2 separate regions of the Mus musculus genome follow, and region 1 is linked to region 2. Evidence: chromatin contacts called from public Micro-C data. All regions are on one chromosome and are shown on one strand. The core of a region is the stretch at or near the end of the contact, and the rest is flanking DNA. Distances in the headings are between cores, read along the strand shown. Region 1 overlaps Aff3 (AF4/FMR2 family, member 3). Region 2 overlaps Aff3 (AF4/FMR2 family, member 3).

Region 1 (7,250 bases), core at 2,934-5,433, 63 kb before region 2:
AGAACCACCCTGTAGCCTCCTGCCTTCTGGCATCAAGCTGAATTCAAATAACCAGAGTGTCCTTCAGGCACGAAAGGCAGTAGGCCTGGGACAGGGGTCTAAGGCAAGAGGTTAGGATTTCCAGACTGGCATGTGTCTAGCAAGACCGAAAGATAGGAAGGAGAATGGCACACTGGGAAGGATTTCCTAAGCCTGTGCAGAGTCCTGAACCCCCCCGTGCTTGCTGAAAATCTGCATCATAGGATACGGTATGATACTTAGAAGCAGGCAGCATCACTTTGACCCAGGTTGGATCATAGGGCCATCGTCACTTGGTTAAGGTGCCACCTATCAGTTCTCTCCACAGAAGTTTCTAGTAAGTACTGTTAACATGTACATTTGAAGCTAGTGGACACCGTATCTCTCCACAGAAGTTACAACTAAGTGCTACTAGCACGTGCATTTGAGACTGGAAAACACTGTATCTCTCCACAGAAGTTACAGTTAATTCTGCTAACATACACACTTGAGGCTGGTGGACACTGTATCTCTCCACAGAAGTTACAATTAAGTTCAGGCATTTGAGGCTGGTGGATACTGCACTCCTAACCCTGTTTTCCCCCTCTCACCAATGGCGATGGTCCTTCCCTGAGCCACTATTGCATCAGAAGCTCATCTTATGTGTCATGACTTCCGTGTTAATTAGTTGGCATTTCTCTGTTTACTACTTAGCATTCCTTTGTAACAAAAACTTTTTCCTTTTACCTTTCAAATATACTTAATTGCTATGAACTCATGGAGCTGTGCTTCATTAATTAGATGGTGGCCATTCACCCACATTGTTTTTACCATTTCTACATTCAGCCAGTAGAAGATGCCCTTTGGGCTAGCTCTTTTCCATTAGACATACCCTCGTTATTCCTGTGTTTGGTACAAGGTGTTCTAGAATTCTCTTGCAATTCTACAGCTCTAGATCTGAAATGCGTTGTTTCTCAAGGCAGCTCCCTTTTCTTTAGGAGTGGAATTCAGAGACTCGGATTCTGAGTGCCTGTGCACCCAGCACTCCAGTGTTGTTTCTTCCAGCTGCTTTCAGGGGCACACGCATTTCATCTACTCCACATGCATGTCTGCACACACAAGCACACACCTGGGATGCATGTCTGCATTCACAAGCACACACCTGTGAGGCATGTCTGCACACACAAGCACACACCTGTTGGTACTACACTATACTGTCTGTCTACCTTGCTATTCAATAAAGAGTCAGAGCCCATGCCAACATCTCCACTTCCATATTCATTGCACTGTTCATCCTTATCCCCCTCTGTGTTCCCAACCTTTTTTTCTGACATCAAGAAAGCTGCATCCACTGTACAGTATACTTCCTTTGTTGCTGAATATTACAATAATCATTCAAAATTGATATTTCATCCTTCAAAAACAATCAGACCTACTCTTTTTTAGTGTTTGTTTACTGTAACTCTTTATACTCTTTAAGTTTGGCATCGCACAATGTGGTACAATGGTAAGGGTGACACAATAAGACCCTGTCCTTTCCATTAATCTACATCAGCTTCCCAGCCTTCTTTTTCTCTCTGAACTGGAGGAGAAAGGTACAACTGGCCCCATTTGGTGTCGCTGAAAGCACAGGAGGCCCTGGAGGGATGACTTGATGCTCTTGCGTGAACTCAGATTCAGGTCCTAGCACCTACATGCTTGCTTATGACCACCTTAACTCCATTTGTGGGAAACCCAATGTCTTCTTCTGCCTTCTACAGGCAAAACATGAGTGCATGCTACATGTACATATGTGCACATAAAACACTCCTTCACACAAGAGAAAAATAAATAAAGCTTTCGAAAAAATATAACTGTGAACCCAGACGGTAATGGGGTTCAGATTCATGGAGATAAGATATGTGGATGGAGGATTTTTTTTGGTCTTCTTTGTTTGTTTACACTTAGTCCTTGCCTCTGCAAAGAGAATGCCAGTCACACACCTCTCCGTATTCCCCTCTCATGGGATGTTTGGGCTAGTTACATCATATGCTACATCTTATGCTACATCATAAGCTACCATTAAACACAACACAACAAAGCAATAATCTGTTTTGCTCATTGACATATATTTTGTCTGGGGCAAAAATTATAGCCTAGTATATAAGAATTTGTTTTTCCATGATTCGGATTAAGGACACAGTGCCCTGTGAGAGTCTGATTCTCACTGAATTTGAAATTTCTTGATTGAACCTGTGACTTTGTGTCTCTCTCCTGCTGATCTCAGGGACTCATTTGGTTGAAATTCAACTATATTTATTGTATTGAAAATATGACGCTATGAAAGTTCTATGTGATTGCAAAGGACCCTGATGAGGTAGTCTTCAGAGTCAGTGATGCAGAGAGGTTATTTATTGGGTCCTACTGAGGCATGCAGCCTGTTTATAAATATGACATGTTAAAACAAGCTATGTGGTATTTGGAATCATATATGCCCCGGTTGTGATCTTGATTAATAATTTTTATCAATATAAATGACAAAGTAGTAGTTGTACGCTGTGCTTGCCATCACACATAAAGCTTAAGCTTATGTCCAGTCTATTGAGAGTTTTATGAGCAGATGTGTTCCTACAGGCTGCTGCTGATTCCCCTCGTATGTCTCTGATGATGCAGTGTTCTAATGTTAATAAATGGAGCCCTTTGGGGACCAGTTACTCAGGAAGTTAGGAAGTTAGTTACATTCTCCCGGGAATGTGAATGTAACCTTGTTCTCCTTTGGGCTGAAACAATGTATCCCTCCCATTGATCCTGGAATCATTGGAAGGAATCCTCTGCTGTGACCCAGTGACCAGGCTGAAAAGGCTTCTCCTCCTCTCTTTCACTTGAGTCTATTGCTCTGCCAGTCATAATTCTGCCACTTTTAACAAGACATCTTGATGAATCATCAGAGGAGTTAACCTTCACCATGTCAAGCTCGTAAAATGTTAAACCGCCTTTAGATACCCAGCTCTTAGAATTCGACACCATAGCACAGTGTCACAGTTCTCTGACACCAAACAGAGATAGTAGGGTTTGTCCCTGTGCTACAGCTTAAATGTCCATAAATGTCCAGCGGGTGGCTGAAAACCCAGTCTCAAGCCCACCGCTTCTGTCTCCTAATTCTGTACCTGGGGATGTCTCTTAACCTTCTTGCCTCTGCTTCCTTCTCTGTAAGATGGGTTAATAATGCTGATGTGGGATCTTGAGGATTCTGCCACCCTAACATCTGCCATGGCCTTACCATCCCAATCATGGCTGCCCAGATAGCTGACATCACCATATTTAAAATCTGGCCTCACTGTTAACTCTTCTTCTGGCAAGAGCAGCCCACAAAGGACGGTCACTGCGGTTTTGTATGTTTGACAGTTGATGTATTATTTATTTAGGGTTTTCTCTTGACTTTGTAATGGCTTCCTCAAATCTAAGAATGGCCCGAACTCAGCTGGCTTAAGAGAAAGGAGAGGAGGTGTGTTAAATATCGTTAGGACTTATGAGAGTTCTTTCCTCTTTGTCTCCAGCCACACATTCCTCAGGACTGGATTTAATATTCTTTTTCTCATGCAGAAAAAGTATATCAGCTTATTCATCAAATACAAGGGAAATCAACAAGCATAATAAAAATTGTATTTCTGTAGTGGCAGAGGAGGGTGTGATACATAGTAACATTTAGATAAAACCCAAACACAGACATCAGGGTCTGCGCCACTCTATGACCGCTGGCCGAATTCCTAATGATGGGGCCCTTAATGTATGACTTAGGGCATGTGGGAGTGTAGAGTTTAATTTTTCAGTTGGTTTATTGCAGCTCTTAACAAGTGGGGCTGTTAGTAAATAGACAGTTAAATTAAACTCATGAATATCCGTTACTGTTCTTAAAATAGAAACAAAAGCCTGGCCCTGCTACTGCTGCCTGAACTGCTGTGTGGAAGTGGACAGGGTACTGCATTCTGGGTCGGGAGTCAGGGATGAACACAGGAGAGGAGAGAGGGCAAACAGGAAGGTGGTGCACACCCTCCTCTGTCCACCCCAGTGTCAGGCTTCTAAGATAAGTAGCAAAATGACTGACAGGCACTCTTTATTTCTAAGCAGAAGCAGGCAGAAGTAAGCAGGGCCGTCACTATGGAAGCATCAGAGCACGTGCACAGGCCACTGGCCTGGACCGTCCTGGCTGGCCGCTCTCTATGACAGCCAACATTGTTGTGTAAGTTCTCAGGGGGAGCTCTCCTCAAAACGAGCAACATTAGATTGGCATAAGTCTGAGCAGGTGTCCTGATGGCAGCTCTGTTAGGACACAGACACCAGGTGTGAGGAAGAGCAGAAAGACCTTGTGGGAGAGAGACACCATCACATCCCCACATGTTACTGGAGACAGAGTCTCATCATCTGGGTTCTGCCATGAGGGAGATGGAGAGGAAGTCAACAGAGAAGAAGAAGAAGATGAGGAACATGTGGACCGAGTTAGAGTTGCAGAGTTACATAGGTTTGTGTGACTGGCCAGGCTCAGGTGAAATGTCTTCCACGTGGAGAAGGATTCCTGGGGTGGGGTCTGTAGTGGCTATTCCTGGTTGTCAGCTTGACTATATTTGGAATGAACTACAATTCAGAATTGGAAGGCTCACCAGTGACCCTTATCTGGAGGCTTGGAGATCCTTATCTGGATCTTGGTATGGAGATCTTGAGCCGTAGTGGCTATGGATTCCAGAAGATTAAATCTCCGAGTTTAAGGAACACACCTTTAATCTGGGCTACACCTTCTACTGGAGACAATATAAGGACATTGGAAGAAGGGAGTCTAGCTCTTGCTCCTTCGCCTGCTTGCTGTGTGAGACTGAGTAACTGCTAGATCCTTGGACTTCCATTCACAGCTGCGACTGAACCATTGTTGGGAATTGGGCTGCCGACCGTAAGTCATCAATAAATTCTCTTACTATATAGAGACTATCCATAAGTTCTGTGACTCTAGAGAACCCTGACTAATACAGGGTCCAAGGAACATGACACAAGAAAGTTTCCTACTGAAGAAAGAGACAAAATGTCCAAGCTACCAAATTTTCTTGCATTGAAAAATAAATCAATAGAAAGTGAACCCTCTTATAATTGACAGCTGCATTCGATGTCTAAATCAGAGCATTAAAATGGCAGTGTTCAGATATTTCTCAATCAGCTGGCGTTTGTCTCACAAGATGCGGGGAGTAAAGGGTGCAAGATAAATTAATTCAAAGCCACATGAAAAGGCCCCAAGCCAAAGTGTGTTTCTGGATAGCCTTTTTTCCTGCAGTCTAAATTTAGCCAAGTCGAATGCATTTGTAAGTGCTGCCCCATCCAACCATTAGAAATGATGGGTTTGCCATTTCACAGGAGACATGGGTTTCACTGTCAAGGCGGGGTGCGATGTCCATGCATAGCTATCCTTTAGAGGTGCAGACTCTGCCTTGCCATGTTTTGAGCATAGAGAAGGCTGGGTCTCAGCCCTGGTAGGGACGGCAAGCTTCAGGGAAGCCCATTTTTCACTCCCAGTAGAGTATAGATGGAAAGCTATCTGTAACAGCACAGGTAGCCTCTGGAAAAGCAGAACACGCATGAGAGAAAAGAGCAGGCCTCTCAGATATGGGATGAAGTTAGTAGGGAAGTTGTGTAAGATAACTGGTTGGTTTCAACTTGGTGAATTTAAGCAAGGAGCAGACACTGCTGCATTTTTTTCTCTGTGTCGAGTAGAAATGACTTAAAAAAGGATGCTGGAAGATGTCAGCTAAGCAAAATAAATACAACAGAGGAGTTTAGCAACAGAGATTTCCCCATACCCGACGCAGGAACACTCGGGATTGGCAACATCATCTGGTCATTAACAGTTATGATGCAGGGCACCTTACCGCTTGGGTGGGTGTGATGAGGAGGCAGGTCCATGCGGGTGTTCTGTCCGTTAGATAAGACACTTCAGATGTACAGGATATACTCCAGGCAAGTGAAGACCTTAGCGTAAAGCTTTTATCTCACAGTACAGCAGAGTAGTAGATTAGGATAAATCCCTTCAAGATCTACTTAAATAAAGCAAGTAGATTCGATTGTGGTTTTCCCTCTGTCTTAATCTCCAAGTGCATTTCTGGAAGCCTCTGTGTAGTTTATTGCTACTTATGCTTTCAGTACCTGAGCTGTGATTTTAAAGGAGACATTAACTTGGTCTGTAAATGAACTGGACATGAGCATCTCTGGTCTGAAATTCTGGAATGCGGAAGCGTCGTGGCACCTGAAACTTTGGGGACTCTAGCACAACATGCTTGGTCTGATAGGTCAGCATCCACAACCTTTTTTTGTGCATGAAATTAATAAAAAAAATACTATGTAAAGTCATCTTCAGGGTGTGTGTATAAGGTTACATGAAACAAGTGAGTTTCAGATTCAAACTACAGTCCTATCTCCAAGACACCTTGTTATACCTAGGAAATATTTCTAAGCCTGATAAAACAATGAAATATCCAAACACGTCTGCCTCAAAGCATTTTGAGTCAGGAAAACTCAGCCTACACCATCACAATATTTTCTTTTAATCACAATATTTTATTTAAGATTTAGACACAATTTTTAATAAGTAAAAGACATCTACATATCTTGTTATGTTTCAGATATCCAGATTTTTAAAGGCACTCACCAAACAGGGTTTTGGTATTGTTCATTTTTCCCCATGTTCTGGATGAAGCGTATATGTGCCTTATGAGTTTATAGCATTGATAACCATGTTGTGTGTTTTCTAACATCTGGTGCCTTTTCTGACTACCATGTTGCATGATTTTTAACGGTCAAACATTCCCAAATGTGGAGTGCACCTCACAGTGCCTGGGGGACTTTGTCTCCTTAGAGGGTGCTTAAGATTTTGGTATGTGGTACACTTAAGCATTGTTGGGGTGGGAAGTGGTAATACAACTATATTAATCCTACCATTGAGATGGCACTAAGACTAATTTTTATACCTGAGGGTGTGGGGTGTGTGTTTGTGTGTGTGTGTGTGTGTGTGTGTGTGAGAGAGAGAGAGAGAGAGAGAGAGAGAGAGACTCTGATATTCTGATACAGAATTCTGTCCTTGATAATTTAAGTCAAGAAAAAAGGGAAAAAAGAAAAACATTGAATTAGTAGATCAAATGGGATTCCACAGTCTAAATGCTTAGCTTTCCTGCATTTTTCTCTCATTACACACAAGAGTCTTCCCGACAGCCCAATCATGTGTTGTTTGTATTGTGGAG
Region 2 (7,513 bases), core at 3,785-6,284:
ACGGTTCTGGGCACCAGGATAGCTGAGTGAACCGGGCAGAGACCCCACCTTCCTGGAGCCCTGTAATCCAGGCTGCTGATGCTAGACACTTGGCCATTCTTCCATGTTGCCCCTCCCTCCTTCCTTCTGGGCGCTCTCTTCCCACTTGGGACCAACCCTCTCCCATGCTCCCACACCCCATCCTCCACTGTAGCTGACTCAAGAGCTAGCAAGCATTTCTACTGCTTTGTAACCACTGTGTCTCCGGTAGCTTCCTGTATTCGGAGTACACGTGTAAGTGTTCCAAAGCACTTTGATCTGACTAACAACAACAACAACAACAACAACAACAAATCATAGAGACAAGGCGGGTTTTCTCCAGAGCTGCATTCCCTGGAGCTCCTCCCCAACTCCTAGGGAGGCTAAGCTCTCAGCAGCTTAGTTCCCACTTTGCCTTCTCTGCTGCCTGACTTTCGTTCCATACCTGTAAATCAACTTGTACTGAGAAGGTCACGACCCCACACATGCTCATGGGGGGCACAGGGATGATGCTCATGGCAGCACTTGTGGTCAAGTGCGTGTCTGGCATCTCTCCCCACTGTACCCTTTTTTAAGATTCCTCCTGGCTTTCATGTCCTCCCTTCCTCTAGCTATCTGGGATGTTGGTGGCTTTCATTATCTCCTCCTGTTATTCTCGTTGCTGATAGGTGCTGATGTATTCCTTGAACCCTGTTCTGTTTCCTGGATGTCATGCTCACCTGTCCGGCTATCCCCATTCCCACAGGTTTTTAACACCTCTACCTTAACCTTACCTCACATCTCTTAACACCTTTTCCTCCTGGGTGAATATTGTTGTCAAGTGGCTGCTAAAGCTATTGGATCCTTCTCTCCGCCTGCCTCCCTCTCAGTCAGTTCTTCTCCAAACAAGTTTTCATATTCTCATTCTCCCTCCCTCCTCCCCCTTTCTCTCCTTCCCCGCCCCCTCTTATTCCCCCACCTCCTGTCCAGGTCAGAGCACCACCCTTTCCAGCCTAGATTATTCCAGGAGGTTGCCCACTGACCTTTGGCATCTATCCCCTGTCTAACTAGCTCGCCACAGTGTGCACAGAACCAGCTTCCCAAAGCCTACATTTTACCAGCCTCTCCCAAGCTCAGGACAGCCAGATTCCTGGCTGTGATCTGCAATGCCCTGTGTTCTCAGCCCCCGTATGTTGGTCCAGCCATGTTTTCCCAGTCTGCACTTCAAACTTTAATTCCTTCTCTGCAAGACTGTCACCACCTCTGGCTCTACCCCTGGGTCCTGCCTCGATTACTTACCTTCAGGCCACAAATTCAGCTGACTGACTCCTTTTTTTTCCCCTTGATGCAGCATTCTCTCTAGGAACCTTTCTCATTCCCCAGATCCGAGATAGCGGCTCCTAGTCTGTGATCCCAAGAACCTGTGTTCACTTTCTAATACCCGTTACCTGGGAGCCTTTCTTATCTCTCACTGGTCCATCTGCGTTGACGAGCCCATAAGAGATGCTTAATAAATGCTGAGCAAGTGTATAAGGAGGCATGCATGAATGAATGAATGAATGAATGAATGAGTGAATGAATGCTTGTTACTTGTTCCTGATCTTCATACTGTCTTCCAGAACTATAGCAAAAACACTTGAGGTGGTTTTTCCCTTAAAACATTACTTCTCTGGGGACTACCAGCACCGCCGTATCACACACCACATGGTAAACAGAGATGAAAGTTTACTGCCAGTGATTGGTGGTCAGAAGTGGAAGAGAATCTGGCTGTTACTGCAGCACATCAGGAAAGCCTGGGCCTTTTGTATCTGCCGCCTGCGTCTTGATTGTCTTTTATGAGATTGGGTTTTTCATTTTGATAGATAATGAATTTTACAAGTTGGAGAAATCAAGATAATAAGTTTGCAAGGATAATTTGGTTAATTAGCATGTTGCTACTGTAGAATCAAGGGCTGCAAGTCAAAGCGATTTCACTGCTAATGTGGTCTATGCAAAACGTCTCTCAAAAAAATTAAAACATCCACCCAGAGTGATCAGCTCAAGGCTCATATTTAAAACTTGTATTTATTATGAAAACCACACACAGTGTTCTCTGTTACTTTTTTTTTTTCCAAATTGAGGGTTGTGGAATTACATTGATTTGATGCAAATTACCATTGTATGCACACAGATCTCTGAAAAATAATTTCTAACATAGATAATGATAGCTTGACGATAGAAGAGATAGAGACTTGAAAGATGAGAGCATCTATTCTGGGAACTATTATATATTTTAAATAAGGCATCATTCTTTACCTATCTGATCTTACAGATATTTAGCTCATTTGAACTAAAAAAACTTAGAAAGCCAATTTTTTCTGAAATTGGCTTTAAAATATCAAGAACAGAGGGGGCAGAGGATAAACTCATTCCCTGCCTCTGATACAGAAAGCCCTGGGTTTTAAAAAAAAAAAAAAACTTCATTCTTATTATCAGTCTATGACACAACAGTTTAAAACTCTAGGCTTTGGCTACCTGTAAATATTTTCAAGTACAGATTTGTTGCAGATATGAACTCCACACTTGAAATCACCGTGGTATTTCATCCTAATGAGCATGTTTCAGACTACTTACATATGTTTGTCTCCTCTCCAAGTTTAGCTTTTCCATCTCAAGGAATAATTTATATGTGGGGTCATTTCTTTAAATATGCATTTAAAATTCATTTTAACAGTATGTACTTGTAAGAGGACAAAACAGATGGGCTTTTTAAAGTTTAAAGTTAGCAAGAATTGCTGTTGAACACTTGTTTTTAAATGATCAGCTCCTGAGTCCTACCTCAGCCATGTCTCAGAAAACCAAATTAGAGATTAAGGGCCTGGTGAGGCCAAGGCTGACCTCCATGGTCTTCAAATACAGAGCCTCAGAAGAGTGTTGATGCTCACCAGAGGAAAGGGGAAGATGGAGAAAAGAATCCCCAGGCATCGTGTGTTCTGAGAATGATGTAACCCAGAAAAGAAGCCACAACAGGTCCCCTTCCATTAGGGAGAGAGCCCCCCTCCGCTCTGCCAACAGGCTTCATCATCTTGACTTTTTAACTTTTCATTTCCTTGCCTGCTCATTGAAGTCATCACTACATCCTGCCTGACCTGAGCCCCGAACTCGGGAGGGAAAAAGGCGAGATGTAAACGTAGCTGGTTATTGTTGTATGAAAGGAGGAGCCGGCCCATTGTGTGTGAATAAAGAAGAGGTTCCAGGAGTGTGAGAGACAAGTGCTGATGCTGGGGGGTGGGGGTGGAGGTCACGGTAGCCGGAATCATCTAGAAAGATTGTCAGCAGCCCTTGGATGGTAAGATGATTAATCACTTTAGCACAAAAGAACACAAAGGGAGACTTGTTCGGAGTAGGCCGGGGATGGAGCGTCAGCTCCAGGTGCCATGGGGCTCCTCTGTTTAATAAGGTTTTTTTTTTTCAAGTATGTGCCACATCAAAAGCAAAAGCACATGCCTCTACAGGAAACTCAACTAAAGGGCCAGAGAACAAAGTAGTAAGTCAGAAGGAATATTTAAGAAACAAGATTAGCAATCATTTGGGTTTGAAAATCCCTCCACCCAAAGCCTACTGTGTTAGTGTCAGGAAAACTCACAGACCTTCAGAGGACATGTCCTGAACCCTTTACCCATAAACATGAAAGGAAATATCCGAGGCTAAACAAGTTCCATGATTGGAAGTATGCTTCAATTATTCCACTATTCCCTGCAGCCTGGCTTAACATGTGCTGCTGGGGTGTCCTTCACATGAGTTACCCGTGTTCCCTCATTGTAGTGCCCTCCCTGTCTTCCAGGTAGAAAGAGAGAGGTAGAGGCCATAGCACACAGAGCAGAGTTTAAACTGAGGTCTCCCACTGTGCAGCCTGGGGCTCTTTTATACCCTGCAGAGTACAGCCAGTCCTCTGTTCCCACAGGCTCCCCAGGCCTGTGGAGCATAGGAACGAGTCCTGAAAGCAGCTCCACAGTCTGAATGGTGTGCCAAGGCTGTCGCTGAGTGTGTGTGATGTGTGGGTGTGGCCCCTGCAGCCTCCACCTCCTCACAGATCCCAGGCTCTCTCCAGCGATTCAAGTGTGGTGTCCGCTGCCTCGTGCCTCAGTGCTGAGCCATGATGTGAGACCTAGTATGTCCACATCTGTGCTTACATGCTTAGACTTGCTCCATGTCACTAGTCATTGTTCAACACATTGTGTTGGGTATTCTAGTCATCTAGAGATGACATAAACCATATGGGAAGGCATTTGTAGGTTTTGTACAAAAACCGTACCGTGTTACACAAAGGATTTGAGCATTTACAGATCTGCATGCCTTCAGGGGACCAATCCCCAGTGGCTACCCAGGAACAACTGTGTTAAAAAAACAAAACAAAACAAAAACCAATCGCATGTTTTTAAACATCCGACTGACTGTTGCGCAAGTACCTCAAGACCCTTGGATCTAGTCTACCTCACTCCCTTCAGCCTGAAGAAGACACATCATGGCTGCTTTGACTGTTTCTGTTTGTGGAGGGTAGGAGGGGGCTGCTAACTGTTCCTGAAGTATAGGACCGAGGCTTTGGATGTCTAAGCCACCCCATGAAGGAACTGTGCAAGCAGAGAGACACTTTGATAGTCCCTGTGTGTCAGCCTGGAGCATACATAATCAGTTATTTAACAACACACCTCAAAATGCCAGACTTTTTTTTTTCTTTTTTCTTTTTTTTTTTTTTTTTGCAATGGCCTGGGTGGTTACTACTCTCTGGGAGCCCTGTGGTACACGGTAGTCCCCTTGTCACCTCAGGAAGAGCAGCACTGGATCTCAGGGGGAGGAGAAGGCAAAGACCCAGAGTAAGGACCCAGCAGGTGGGACTGCAGTGCAGAAGCCACCGCCCTCCTGGCTGCCAGGGGAAGAGTTTCCAGCTGAGTCTGCCTTAAGCAGTAGCTTACTGAGCATGTGACTTAGAGCCAGTGCAGACTGCAGTGTGGGGCACACTCATTTTCCCAGGGAAAGCCGCTGTTCTCATCCACTGTTGCATATGCCTGGAACGGCTCCTGCTAGATACATTTTCGAACTCACGTGTCCCAGTGAATCAGCATGTCTAACAGCGTGTCTTCATTCATTACATGTGCTTCTGGAGGAGAGCTCTGTAAACCTGTGACTAGAACAAACATTTTATTTTGGAACTGACAGCCGTTAGCTGCCTTCGTTCTTACTGTTGAAATGACGTTTCAGATTTGTTAGAAATGACGCTGACTTGAAATCTCAGTATAGAACATATAGTTCTAGGATATTTGCTAATTTTTTTTTTTTGCTAAAGTATTACTGATTATAGGAAAGACTTAACATTAGTATGAACTTCCCTGAGGAATTTAAATACTTGCTTAGTTTCTTTACAACTTGGCCCTAATTTGTAAGACAAAAGTGTTAAAAAAAAATCTTTTGAAATTGCTTGTCAAACAATAAAACACAAAGAATAGTCTTTCTTGGAGCAGTAGAATGTTCTGAGTCACTTCTTAAAGTGGTTTTGCCACAGTTCAGGTCCATACAGTGAGCGACCACAACAGAAACCAGTGCAGACTGCACCCCCTGGTGGGCCATTTGTTTGATAAGCAGTTGGTTGATAGCTTTTTGTCTCTGAAGGAAGAAGTGGAAGTTTACATGTAGAAAATTCATGTCTTTGTAGGAACTAAACAGTGTCCAAAATTACCAAGCTTGGCTTGGTCTTTGGTGGAAGGTCTCATCTGTGTGAATCGTTCATGATGTTAACCTGTGTTTACTTGAAACACGAAGAACAGTGCATGAAATACCCAGCATTGGAAGCAGGGTCTCTTGATGAGTTTTATTTTCTAGCACAACAGTGGTCAGTGTGTCTCACTAGGTGTAGAATTAACTGCACAGAACTTGAGAAAGTTCTCCCTAAAATATTAATCATCTTGTAGCTTAGAGCTGACTTCCTTTAGGAACACTGGCCCCACTGTGAGAGAAAATGACAGAGGACCAGGACATCAGTGACTTTCACAAAACTCAGAAGACCTCAAGTTGCAGAGCAAACAGCTCAAGCTATAGAGTGTGTGTATGTTGGGGGCAGGGGGCGCTTCAGGACAACACGAGACCTGGGTGTTACTTACATGAGAGAATAATCAAGGCCATGATACCTATGAGAAGTCCAACTAGAAACTGAAATACTTGCTAAAGGTTAAAGGTAGGCTCACAGCCATGAACAATTCATGCTAGTAGGTTCGCCCCCTCTGGCAGGTTTTGTCTCTACCTGGCACCTGTAGGGGAGACCTGGGAGAATCCTGACCTCACCTATGAACATCCATCCAGACAGACCCATGTACCCTGCCTCTCTTCCTGATCAGAGTCTCAGCTTACAGGAAGGACACAGAAGGTCAGCCTGCAGAGCTGCATCCCTCTACAGAGGAGGGGAGTGAGCAACAGCTACAGCAGCTACAGCCTCTGCCAAAACATACACTCACCTTCTCTCAGCCCCGGGGCACAAAAGCAGGCGTACCAGAAATGCATCATGAGGGACCCTGCTGGAAGCCTCGCTGACCAGGGGAGGACAGGAGGAAGCTAAAGTGCTACTCCTTGGGGAAGGGTAGGGATTTGTGCAATGGCCAATGGGCTAGAAGGCTCAAGAGGGATGCCCTGTCAGGACCCCAGTGGAAGCCCGAGTAGCAATCAGAGCATAGACACCATCTTTCTTCCCTGACTCCGTTCTTGAACACAAAGTCAAAAAACATAGTAGGGTATAAAGTAGAAGAGCTTTGCAAAGGGGGGAGACAAAGTGCAAGTCCCAGGGGAACTCACGTGTACCTCACTTCCTGGATACATGAACACAGACCTCCAAATAAAGAACAAAACCAAGGCCACTGGAGGAGCATTTCACTGCACAGCATGGAATTTGTTTACATCAGTATCTAATGACACTGCCAGGATGGTTGTTTAGAAGAGTGGGTGTGCAGACGCATCCAAAAAGAAAAAAATATATATTTTTTTTTGGAAGAGGCAAAGCAGTGGTCCCCACCAAAATCTACTACAGCACAGATAGTAGAACTTTAAAACAAGGTATTCATTTGATACCATTAATGTGCTATTCTTTTGTTTTTTGTTTTTTTGAGACAGGGTTTTTCTGTATAGTCCCGCCTGTCCTGGAACTCACTCTGTAGACCAGGCTGGCCTCAAACTCAGAAATCCGCCTGCCTCTGCCTCCCAAGTGCTGGGATTAAAGGTGTGTGCCACCATGCCCTAATGGGCTGTTCTTACAGCATGCAGAGTAACACGGGTTATTGCACTAGAGATGGGAACCATAAGGCAAATGAAAAATTGGGAAATAGAAAACAACAATTAAAAAAAATATATCTCTTTTCCCTTTCCCACAGATGACAAAGAGAAAGTACTACAGCACTCTGGCGACTTTCTCCTAAGACATCTCTCTCTCTCTCTCTCTCTCTCACACACACACACACACACACACACACACACACACACACACGGTACTGCCAGC

Evidence for each region. A called contact is a pair of places that touch in the nucleus more often than the background predicts.
Region 1: a contact with region 2 is called in a Micro-C map of the G1E-ER4 cell line, with 2.1 times the contacts expected there. The contact joins two enhancer-like sites. A contact is called at or near these places in 12 of 484 Hi-C or Micro-C datasets (the G1E-ER4 cell line, the HPC-7 cell line, astrocytes and 8 more) and 1 of 115 datasets of contacts at active chromatin or transcription factors (astrocytes).

What each region holds. Positions count from the first base shown.
Region 1 is chr1:38,453,819-38,461,068 of GRCm38.p6, reverse strand. All of the region lies in intron 4 of Aff3 (AF4/FMR2 family, member 3), which reads left to right. Among named protein-coding and RNA genes, the nearest start is that of Aff3, 170 kb to the left of the region's middle. Within about 2 kb of position 4,183, at least 3 of the 459 cell types and tissues checked have an H3K27ac peak or open chromatin away from gene starts, as enhancers often do. A contact at or near this core is called in the G1E-ER4 cell line, where this site is marked.
Region 2 is chr1:38,391,197-38,398,709 of GRCm38.p6, reverse strand. All of the region lies in intron 5 of Aff3 (AF4/FMR2 family, member 3), which reads left to right. Among named protein-coding and RNA genes, the nearest start is that of Gm16150, 180 kb to the right of the region's middle. Within about 2 kb of position 5,034, at least 62 of the 459 cell types and tissues checked have an H3K27ac peak or open chromatin away from gene starts, as enhancers often do. A contact at or near this core is called in the G1E-ER4 cell line, where this site is marked.